Regions from separate parts of the Anser cygnoides genome. Here region 2 is linked to region 1. The links are chromatin contacts, called in public Hi-C maps. All regions are on one chromosome and are shown on one strand. Each heading gives the region's core, a stretch centred on a gene start, on an enhancer-like site or on the middle of the called end of the contact. The rest is flanking DNA. Distances are from core to core; before and after follow the strand shown.

What was found. A called contact is a pair of places that touch in the nucleus more often than the background predicts.
Region 2: a contact with region 1 is called in a Hi-C map of liver, with 13 times the contacts expected there. The contact joins two enhancer-like sites. A contact is called at or near these places in 2 of 7 Hi-C or Micro-C datasets (both in liver).

What each region holds. Positions count from the first base shown.
Region 1 is chr6:12,708,097-12,714,021 of Taihu_goose_T2T_genome, reverse strand. It overlaps HDAC4 (histone deacetylase 4), which reads left to right. Exons shown (of 26, transcript XM_066999846.1): 11 at 1,102-1,331. Among named protein-coding and RNA genes, the nearest start is that of TWIST2, 140 kb to the right of the region's middle. Within about 2 kb of position 2,396, at least 2 of the 3 cell types and tissues checked have open chromatin away from gene starts, as enhancers often do. A contact at or near this core is called in liver, where this site is marked.
Region 2 is chr6:12,857,219-12,863,143 of Taihu_goose_T2T_genome, reverse strand. All of the region lies in intron 2 of HDAC4 (histone deacetylase 4), which reads left to right. Among named protein-coding and RNA genes, the nearest start is that of HDAC4, 35 kb to the left of the region's middle. Within about 2 kb of position 2,978, at least 2 of the 3 cell types and tissues checked have open chromatin away from gene starts, as enhancers often do. A contact at or near this core is called in liver, where this site is marked.

The DNA.
Region 1 (5,925 bases), core at 1,147-3,646:
GAGTACTTTTATCCCAAAAGTGTGTGCAGCCTTATCCATGTTAGGGAGACAGCAGTTCACATCAGTGATGGCTTTCTATCCCAGTGTGTAACTGGAAAGGCAAAGGCTTATCCTCAGCTCATCCACCCTTGGGTTTGGCTTTGTGTTGCATGTCTTCTCATCCCAGATATCTAAGAAGGTATGTCTTAAGAGAGCAGAGTAAGAACTGGCTTACCCATGAACAGCTAAAAAAAGAAGACAGTTCCTGCAGACATGCCCTTACCAGAACTCAGATAGGTATTTCACAAGGTAGTCATTCAAGAGACCCAAACTGCCAAGGGCATATGAGTAATGCCTGTCATCCCAAAATAACCTTTATGTTTTTGTTAAGTTACTAGCATGACTATACAGGACAGTGATGGAAATAAATCTTTTTGACACCTTGTCCTCTGACTTATCTTCTTTCTCAAGACATAATGAAGCCTCGTGGCTCTCATATTCCTGAAAGGCATTAAAGTTTATCTAAGCCAAACATGGTCAGGGGTCTATCACATGGAAGTTTTCATCCCTAGTCATTTCTGCAGAGTAGGTATAGCACAGCCAAGGGCAGCCATGCTTCCCTACATGATCTAGACGAGAGAACCAGCTTCGTCATCAACCATCGTCCTTCAGCATGTCTGGTGAGCATCCTGTAAGGTACAACAGCTCGGTGCTGCAGGGCGGCAGTATGGGCTGGTGCTGTCCTAGAAATGAATGCGCTCACTGTACCACGGCAAGCCATTAGACTTGAGCTTCTCCTCAAAACTACCACCGTGATCTAATTCATGTCATCCACTGAGCAATGGAAGGGTCCATAAAGTATTGTTGAATTTAAGAAATGAAATATTCCATAAGGTCTCTGAGTAAACAATCAAACAAAGAAATAGAAAGTGTTATTCCATCCAATGGTCATTAATTGTTATCTGTTTTTTTTTAAGGATGCTTCAGCTGTAAATGGCGAGGTGGCTGGTTTTAGCGTTATATATCATTGTCACCATCAGTGTTACTCAACAGTCGTTTTCTCCCTTCCTTTCTTCTTCCTTTTTTTCTTCTCTGCTGTTTTTTCCTCCATATTATCTTCAGACTGGTATCTTTCAGGACTGCCCCTCCATGCACAGTCTCTGGTTAGTGGAGAACGGGTCTCCCCTTCAATACACAAACTCCGGCAGCATCGCCCGCTGGGGCGCACGCAGTCTGCTCCCCTTCCCCAGAACGCCCAGGCCCTCCAGCAGTTAGTGATCCAGCAGCAGCACCAGCAGTTCTTGGAGAAACACAAACAGCAGTTCCAGCAGCAGCAACTGCACATCAACAAGGTAGGCACAATGCTTTTAAAGTCCTTCTTCCTCATTACGGCAACACCATTTTTAGCCAACACCATTTCATAGTTTTTTGTGCTGTAATGTATGTGGTCTGTAACTCCATAACTGATTGGCCTTCATCCTTGAGCCTTTTTTTCATGATTTTGAGAAATATGTCAGCAAGGATGGGGTACGTGCATCACCACGGCAAGGATCAATACCTCTGTTGCAGGTATTGGAAAGGCAGAACAATTCAAACTTCTGACTTTCCAGTAATGCTTTTAAAAGTTGTCATTGCTTCCATTCGTCCACATCTGGATCTGTGTCAGTTTTGCAGCAGAGAGCATAAAATGCTGTCAGGGAGTATGGGGAAAATACCTAATGTGTATATGTTCACTTTGAACGGGAGAAGAATCAGTAATACGAATTTGAGAGAGAAAAGGTGAGGGATTTCAGGCATAACGCTAGAAAATAACTGAAAGTGAAGATATTCACATATACTGAGGCATTTTTCATTGAAATTACCTTCGGAAAGAGAAAAGCTGTTCCCATCTCCAGTCCAGATTCTTTGAACTGTGGCTCTGTGTAAAGCATTACAGGTTTCAATCCATTTCTTCTCCTAAAAATGAGGACAGTATTGCTGTGCATCCTGCAGAGGTTGTTTTGAAGATTAATTAGATATGATTCAAGAATTGCTTTGAAGAAAGAAAGTGCTATGTTTATTAACTCGTTTTCTGTAAATCACTTGGAGAACTTAGGTGAACATTGGAGAACACTGTTCATCAGCACGCAGGTTTTGCAATTGCTGGGCAGCCAAAATGATCTGCTTGGGCATCCCAATATTATTGCTGAAGCTGAAACAGAGCTGCTTGGAGGTGATTGCTTGAGCATGCATTAAACAAGATAAAACTCTCCTGATGTTCTAGCCCATCAGAAGGTAAAACTCACCCTTTAAGGGCAAGAGATCAGATCACAAGCGGCATGGATGGAGCTATTGCATTTGACCCCAGATGAGGTTTTGTCCCAGGATTTCAGAAGGCAAAGTCTGTTAATGGACTTGGAACGTAAAAGGGCTGTGAGGGAAAGGTGAAATAAATCATAATCAGTGCGATATTTTTCTGGCTCTTTGGTTTGTACTGTTTTATTTCCAGTTGTGGCTTTCTTTAAGAAACAAGTCCAGTAGTAGGCTTCAGGTTCTGGTGGACAAGTAAGATAGCAGGCATGCCTTTCAGATTGCTGCAGTTTGATTTATGGCAGAGGTTTCTCCAAATATTTTCACTTTTCCAGTCATATGAGAAAATATAACTGCTGAGAGCCGGATGAAAAATAATAATAATAAATAAAACAACTTTCCAGTAAGGAGAAAGAGACAGCTTTAAAGAAAGACACCCCCACCCCCCCAAAACTTTGTTTACGGACTAGAGCGAAGGCAGGATGATTACACAAGTTGCTGACGTCAATCTTGTACTTCTGGATCGTGGCCACTGTGCACCGCGCGTGCCAGCCCTGGACCTCATTCAGCCCCGCACACCGGGGCGGCGGAGCTGCTGTTTCCATGGACGTTTCTCTTACCTCCCTCCAAACACACTTTGTGTAGCGAGCGTTAAAACTAGGATCGTCAGACTCGGGGCGCTAGGTAGGGTTTCTTTGTTAGGAAATAAATTTCAGTTCAGCGGTCTGTTTGTTTTAGTTTTTAAGGATTTCCATTGCCAGCACTTGCAAGCGTCCAAAGACTTCACAGTGACGTCCTACCGAACTCATTCAGGCTTTCACTGAGACCTCCCAGAAGCTGCAGAGCGTGTGCGATTCGAGGAGGCTGAATTTCAGCTTTGTTAGCACTGCGATGTATCACATCCACGGGAGAGGCGGGCGGGGGGAGCGCAATTAAACCAAATGCACAGGGGCAATTTCCATGTGTTTGATTTATATAAGCAATGAGTTAAAAGCGCTTCGGTACTAGCTCTGTATGTGTGTGGCAAATTTATCCCATGGGATAGCATCCAAGTGCTGACATGGAAGAAGACTTTTCCCAGACACACGGATATTTTAAGACCCTTGTGTGTAAGACAGTGAGGGCACAACTAAAAATAATGTAATAGATTGCTGCCTTTTAATTATTAGCAGAACCGACAGCACTGTCTGTTAAGGTTGTGTTGTATTATTTCCTGTAAATAGTAGGAGACTGTTTTCAATTGCTTGTGATTTTTCCTGAGTTTAAGATTTTGGCCTTAAACTTTCCTGTTAGGTGTCTACATCAGATTAAAATTTTGAGGAGATTGCAGCCAAAACAAGTCTTGTTGTTTCCAAGAAGGCAGCTAAGGAAAATATGTTGTTTTTCTCCCAGTTAATAATAATAAGAATCATCTAGGGGATTTTGCTGTAGAGCCTTGGTTCCTGAGGCTTTGGAGCAGGAACTTGAAACTTGACAAATGGGGAAAAATGTGAGGAAAGAATGTGAGGACCTCTCTGTGGAAAATGAGGGTCACGGCCCTGGTCACCCGGTGCTCCCGTTGTCACCTGGTGGTGACATTTGCATTTGCTTTGAGGAGGGAAAAATAAAACACACGCTCACACACACAAAAAAAAAGCAGTTCCCCAAAAACAGGAACAAAAGAGACATGCATGAATAAAAAGAACATTTTTGGAGTTGCAAAGCCTGGATCTCAGCGCACAGGAGAAGGGTGAGAACAAGGCTGCTTTTAGATGATGTGCTGCCTTCATGTGTTACAGAAATTGGAGGGCACATAAGGAGCAACGAGTGGTTTGCTGGAAAGGGCAAAGAAGAGGCCTTAGGGCTACAGCAGCTGAACACTGCCACAGAACTGCTTTTCCCCCGCCGCAGAGGCGTGCGCTGCTGCATGGTCCTTTTGCACACTTGCACCTGACCTCCGCCTATCCCTCGTTTTCTGAATGCCCTTTGCAGGACACGTCGTGCTGAGACAGGGCTGCTAGCTGCAGAGGTGTGCTTGCACATGTAACACACGTGGTGGACAGATCAGCTGTTTGTTGTGCATGCTTTGACCATAATCTCTGCCTCGGCCGCCTGTCGGATGGCTTGGAGCAGCTTCTCTCCCTTCCTGCCGCCTAATCCTCACGAATGCAGATGCAGTAGTATTGGTAGGGTGCTTGTGTGCTCTAGTGATGATCACGCTACAAAACCATACATAGAAATCAACAGCTCCTTCAGAAGCAGGGGTTGATGCAGTAAATAAGATTCTGGGTAAGATACCAGATCACTTCTTGTTAAATGAGCTCTGTGCAACCTTTGATCTGAATGAGGCATGAGCCCTCGAAGAGTAAATACTAAACAGTCCTGCAAATAAAAGCTATACATTAACGCAGGTGCACGGGAGAGATGACCTTAAATTGCACCAGCAACACACACTCATGTCTCCCACCTTTTTTTGCGTATTTAACATTCAAGCCTTGGGAATGTTGGTTTTTTTCCCATGGTCTGAGGAGCTTTGCTGGGGGTGAGGGGAATTGTTGTTTTGTTGTACAATAAATAATATGCAGCAGTCCCAGCATCATTTCATCTTCAGCGGCGATAATTCCTCTTCAGACTTCAGTCTCTTTTAAGATGCAAATGTTAGTCTTTTTTTTTTAGTGAGAGAGAAAAAACAGCATTTTGCTGATGGATCTCGGTGGCATTGGAGGTTGGCATTCAGGGGGTATTCGGTTGCGATGGCCTTGTGGAGCCAGGGGAAGTCGGGCAGTGTTCTCTGGGTGTTTTGAGTTAAAAGAATAATTCTTCAGCATGATAGGTCTTGAAGCAGCAACTGCCTTTCTAAAGAGAAATATGCAAGTGAGATTTCCATAAATCATGTGCCAGAAAACTCAACTTTTTACCTTGCCGTAGTGAAGATGAGTGTTCTGGCTTTAGTCCACTGAATGTTTAATTCATGAAGCCTTCATAGAACAGATAATCTCCCTTTTAGTCCTGAATTGTACTGTTAAGCAGATTAACACTGAGCTTCTGTGGTCAAATTGTGGTTCTTCTGGGTAAACCCCCGTTTTAGCACACTGTGCAAAGAGTGGTGTTTCTCCTGCTGTGGCATATACATGGCGATGTACATATATGCCAGACTGCAGTGCCCTGACTTGTATGTGGTGCAACTGTGCTGGGTGGATACATTTTTATTAACACCTAGAATTTAACCTTGCTATTTCCTGATGTTTTCTTTTTTGGAACACATTAACTATTTAGCCTCAAGTGACTTCTGGAGTAGCTTTTAATATACAATGTTTAATTTGTACTATTGGAAAAATACAGCGTAGGTTGTATTGCACAACATTCAGATAGCGCTATTGCCCTTCAAACAGTTTAAGGGAAACCTATTTTGGCGTAGTCTTTACTCATTTATCACTCAGTTTCCCCCCACACCCCCTTCTCTTTGCTTTCAGGCTGATTGATAAAGTAACAAAATGTTTTCATCTTCTTGAAGAAATGCCATGGCTCCAGGTGGCTTCAAGCACCCAAACATATCTTTGGATATAATGTGTATTGAAAAGATCTCCAGAAAACCTCGTCCAGTGTTCATGCTGTGTCTGTCAATTGAATATGAAATGCAGTTCAGCAAGATGCGAGATGCTTGGGATTCATGTGCTT
Region 2 (5,925 bases), core at 1,729-4,228, 150 kb before region 1:
AGATGCAGTTCTTGCACTTTGGAATTCTTTAAAAGCCTGCTTCTAAAGCAGCGTTTTAGCCTGTGATGTATCCTGCGGTGTAAGGATGAGAAGCAGCTGAGAGGGAGATAACTGAATTATTTTGAATGAGGCATAGGATGAGAAAAGGATAGAAAAGAGGTTTCTCTTTTAAAGTCAGACGATAATATTTAAGATAGTCCTTAGCCCCTTGTGTCTCACTTGGAAAGCAGACAGACTTTTTTTCTGTATGCTTACTGTGCTTCTGGTATTCACTTTTGGTCAGCCTTAGTTTGACCCATATATTCTCATGTATACTTCCTTAAATTAGATTTGTTACTGGACTGTACCAAGGAGTGTATTCTCAGTATTTATCTTAAATTATTCAGCTTGTCTTAGCGCCAGGCTCTCGCATCGATGAGGCTTGTCTTCGTGCCTTTGCTGTGGTCAGATCAATTAGGACAGTGCTGATCCTGAAGGAACATTTCAGTCATTCTTGCGACTCTGAAAGTGATTTAAGGGCAGGGGCAGAAAATCCACTTATTTGCAGATGGATGTCAGCCATACATGGCATTTTTCATCCTTTAAGTACAGGAATTTGGCCATCTGATTACCTGTGCTTTGATAGGTGCTGTTTACCCTAACTTCAAAAGAAAAATGTTGCTTTGTTTTGTGAGAGCTCTTGCTCAAAAGATTTTTTTTTCTTTGAGAAGGTTTTCATGTTGGTTGGGAGGGAGAAGGATGAAGAAAAAACTGCTGTGCAGTATGTTGCCATTGTATCTCGTATTACTGTTCCTCCTTTTTGTTGTTTTCTTCTTGAGCTGTGGTACTTGCTTTCTTTTTCTTTGTCCATTGGCACGTTCCTGTACGCTGCTGGCTGGGCAGGGGCCACGCTGCAGTGACTTCGTGCAAGGAGAAACAGGCGAGTGAATCTCTGTTAGTGCCTTTGACTTGTTGATCAGTGAGAAATGGGGTATACGTTTAATTCTTCCTCTAAGAAAAATAATACTAGTATACCAGGAGATCTTTTAAAAAAAATTGTTCTTATAACTAAACAAAATACCGTTGTTTCATCAGTTACTGGGAGAACTACTGGGAAAACCAGATGCTTTCCAGGCAATGCCCTTGTTTGCTTTGAAATACTTGACAGATTCATGGTACTGTCATGGTTTGGCTCAGTGATGCTTGATAGATTGATGTTCTGAAATGTTGAAGCAAATTTTCAGCCTTTCAAAAGGATGAAGCTGATATTAAACTTTGCAGCTACTGGAATCTGAATTACCTACAGGAAAATATTCATATGGGCTTTTTTGAGATGCTACTGTCTCCCTGTAATCTATTTCAAACTGAACTAGATCAAGATTACTTAATGTCTTCTTTCAAACAAAAAAAAAGAAGTGTGCTGACTGTGACTATTTAGGGATTCGTCTTGAATTTCAAGCATGATTCAAGCTTAATTTTTAATGCTTAAAACCCAGCTAGGTGGCCTGGAAGAGCCCGTCAGAGCACGACATGGTTCAGCAGCGCCCTGGGAGGCAGATGTCAGCCTGTGGACCTGACACCGTGGCCGCTGCCTGGCTGAAGGGGCAGCAGAGGCTCTGGCAGGGAACGCACAGAGCAGACTGGGCCTTTCCACTGTTTGCTTCCAGCCCGTGTACCTCCGCTGTGGCTCCATCAGAGCTGTCCTGCAGGCCGGAGGAGTGAGGCCTTGGTGCCCTCTGCGAGGATGGCTGGGCCTGGCCAGCCCATGGGCCTCTGGCTGCAGGGCCTGAGGAAGGTACCTGGGCAAGCCTGTGGCAGTGCTGTTAATTACACTCTTGAGCTGTTAATTACCCTCTTGAGATCTCTTTGGGAGTGGTAAAGCTGCATTTCTCAGTCCTGTTTCTGTCATCCGTTCAGCTGCTTTTTGGGGGCTGTTTAAGCTCCGGCACTTGCAGGGAATTTGTCTCCCTCCACAGTCACTGGCGAGAGTGGGCACCACTTCACAGCATGAAAATTGATGTCCTTGGGGCTCTGCTTCCTCTTGCTGAATGAGGAGTGGAGCAGTGGCATCTGAGCTCTTTGCTGCAAGCATTGGAGCTGGGTGCTTATGGAGATTAAAAAAAACAAAACAAAAAAAAAAAACAACCAAGCTTTCCATTGGTGCTGCTGGTATCATTTTGGTTGTGCCAAGGTCTGAATAATATTCAGCACTGAAAAAATCTTCCTCTGTGTATTGATACTTGCAGCTGACTTGAATGTGAGCGAGGAGGATTTTAGCAGTGCCGTCGACTCCTCCACTAGATACTCCTGACCATGGGCAAGGTAGAGTTGCTTGCAGTGGACAGAACTTGTGGAAAATCTCGGCACTGCAGCTGCAGTCTGTGGTAGGGCTGGGATCAGGATGTTGGAGGAATGACAGATGGATTCAAAGAAATCATTTAAAAAAAAAAATCAATCCTTACCCTTTCACTATTCAAGAATCTATGTACTCATTCTGTTTGTAGCTGTTATGTTGCCAAACCACATAAATAGCTTTACAGGGAAAATTGTAATAGGAGCGAGGTCTAGTCTGTGAGCTTTGAACTGCTAGCCTTGGCTTCAGGTAACCATTTTGTCCTGAAAGGCTGCTGCTGTAGTCATGTAACCCCATCAGGTTTTGTGTAATAACAAGATGTATGAGCCTTGGGGTGAGGGGGGAGTGGGGCTTGATGCCTGTCTAAGCAGTTTACTCGTTGCATTGTGTATGTTGATTTTTTTTTTATGGTATTGCTGTCCATGAACTACTGTGTAATGACTGTTTGCTCTCAGGTTTCACTTTCTAATCAATAGACCAAGATCAATGCAGTTATTTGTATATGTGGTCTCTTCAGATATCCAGCTAGTCAGGCTGGGTGCTGCTGGGATAGGTAATGCCACCCTCAGTTGCCTTACTTGCTGAGAGATGAGAGGACAGCAATGTTTTTTTACTGCTGTAAAGTTGGTCCAGTTTTTTTGATCAATTAACAATTCTTCAGGCTGAGAACCCTTGCAGCTCAGTAAGATGCACTTAAACTAAAAAAGCACAAAGATGATCCACTGAGACAGATTTTTAAAATTCTGTTTGTGTTTAAATCATGCAATTTAAGGATAAACAGACTTTTTCACTCCTTTAACTGTGACCTTTGTTTTATGCTGGATATGAAAAGAAACATCTTAGTTTAAAACTTTTCTACGGTAGCGCGCTTCTGCTCTATAAAATGCTTGAGCTGCTCTTGTGGAGAAAGGTAAAAGCCCGAGCTAGACCAAGCTGATAGTCTTTCTCTTCGCTGGTCAAAAAATAAGCCAGAACGATAAAAAGTCCAGAGCCCTTAAACCAAACTCTATTAGTCCATCCAAGTCCATCCTTGACTTGTCACTTCAGGAGAAAGTCAAAAACTTCCAAATACTTTGTTCTGAGCAAGGTGTCCCTGGTCTCGTACAACCTTTGCCAGGAGAAGGCATGCAATCTTTACAGTTTAGCAAACCAAGAAGAAGGGCTTAGGCATCTGTTCCCTGCTGACAGCAAGTATCTGATTAGCATTAGATTTTTTTTCTTTCCAGCAGGTGGAAGGCCTGTTCTGCAGGCTTGTAACTCTTGACAGGTTTATCATGAAGGCTTCTTGGCAGGTAGGGGTGATGCTGCTCATTCAGTCTGCATTCAAGATTCTGGCTTTTTTCCTTTAAAACGTGGCTTTGTGCTGTAGCTGTTTCAAATAGATCATGGGACTCTTCCTTTGTTTTGCTTCTTAGCGTCCAGAATTGCAGCAGGTAGAACCCTCGCAGGGTCAGTATACTTTGTTACCTCTGCTTCCACCAAAATATATTTGAAGTGATCTGAGCAAACGTAGCATCAGTTTATATTCACAGAGGATCAGGAAGACTCCAAACTGATCTTCTCATGTTGCTTTTTTCATGAGAAGGGGTGTGCATAATGTTTCTGTCCAGTCACTGCGTTCTGCTGCCTTACACTGGCTTTCTAACGGAGCAGCTGTGTAAGAGTTGTGCTTCTAACTTTTTTCAGTTGCGTTTGTCATGCAAGACCTCAGCTTGTTTTTTTTAGCAGTTGACCAAATCACTTTCTGACTGGGTGCTTAAAGAGAATTCCTACTTCTCCACTGATTAATTTCTGGCATGGAGCATGAAATAGCTCTTGCGTCAATAAGTCGTCACAACCTTTGCTTGTCTCTGTCAGCGTAAATACGGTTGGACTCTAACACGCCCCAAAGTAGGCCAGAGGTTGCTAATTTTGCAGCTGCAAAGGGGCCGAGTCCAAAAGAGAGCTGCGGGATGCATGTGCTTGGTGGGATACCAGAGCTGCAGCAGTTCAGGTTACACATTGGGCACACTCTGCCACCTCTCCTCTCTGCACTGTTCTTTTTTTAGTTTCTGGAATTACAATACATTTTTTAAATATAAATTATATGCTAACAGTCTTAAGAGGAGTGTGTTTTTAGGTACATTTGTGTTTAGTTACTAGAACAAACGTGGTCACTTTTACAACTATGGCCAAGCCAAGTGTCTTTCTATTTATACCCCAATTGCTCGGGTTCTGTTTGAATTACTTACGAAAAGCAGATTCGCCAGCCTGCGTGACCCTGGTACTTGAGGCTTTGCTGATTTTCTTCGGTGAACTGCGGTGTTGCTCAGACTTGCTTGCCTCCTGCTGCCCAGGTAGATACCAGTTGTTTCACAGACAGACTGCTGCGGTCCTCTGCTCCACGGCTGCCTGCGGATCATCGCTCTGGAGATGCCGCCAGGCTCAGGACAGCGCTTGCAGCAGCTTAGGACTGTGCCTGCTTCGTGCTCCCCACCTCTGTGCGGACCACTGGGTGAGCTGAGACCTTGCTCTCCTCCGTTGCCTTTGGTCTCTTGGGAAGGCTTGCTTTTCAGATCGTTCCTCATGCTGCCTTTTTCTGCTGTTAACTCTGCAAAGCAAAACTACTGTTTGCTTTTGTCAGGGAGGATATGGATACCATTACGAAGAAGAATGGGATGTTTTGGGATAATTGATCAAAGTAATTAGGTAATAGCTACTTAATCTTTAGAGGGTTCCAGCAATTAGATAGAAGAAACTTCCTACAAAGCCATTTGCTTGAAAAACTCTCGTTGTGCAAATCAGGTGCTGAATGCTTCCAGAAATGGACGGTGAGAAACCTGGTAAATAACTTTGCAGTTTTTAAAGACAGGTTAGAGCTTAATTTTCAGGAAATGTAGTGACTGCATTTGTTAGCTGAGACGTAAGAAAACCGGAGTTTTACTGCAAGGATGACAGCATATTTCAGGTACTCCAGTCACTGATATTGTTTTTTTAAATTATAGCTGAATGGAAAAACAAATGCTTTTTTTTTTTTTAAGTTGCTTTTCTAATAGCAAAAGCAATGCAAAGTGAAGTGGGAGTGAAGTAAAGTCCTCCTCTGCAGCAAGCTTACTATCACTAGTAACCAGTGTGTAGTGCGTGCAGTGTTGCTGTGCCCCCTGGGACACGCTGTGGTGGTGGCAGAGTGGCACAGGCTGTGCCACTTGGCATGTGAGCCGCCGTGGAAGCCTGCAGCTTGGCGTTGGCATGGCAGTGGCTAATGAAGGGATGCTGCTTCGCTGGAGCAGCTTGATCCTTGAAAGCCGTCCATAGTTCACCGATAAAAAGTAAAGCAGAAAAGGAGCAAAATGAAACAGGGAGACACGTGAAAACCTAGAGCAGCAATGGCTTAATACTATGAAATGTCCTGTTTATCAAGGCACGCTAAAGAAATGTGTGTAAGTGATGGACTTAGATGTAAAGAAACGCTTTTCCCCCCATGGCAGAGTAGCTGCAGCCTGACGCTTCAGACACAGGCTTCTTTCTGTGTCTGGATTCTCGAAGAGAGGCTTGAGGGAGCTGCTGAAGAGTCGGAAACGATGCACGTACAGCTGTTTGTCAGCATGAATCGG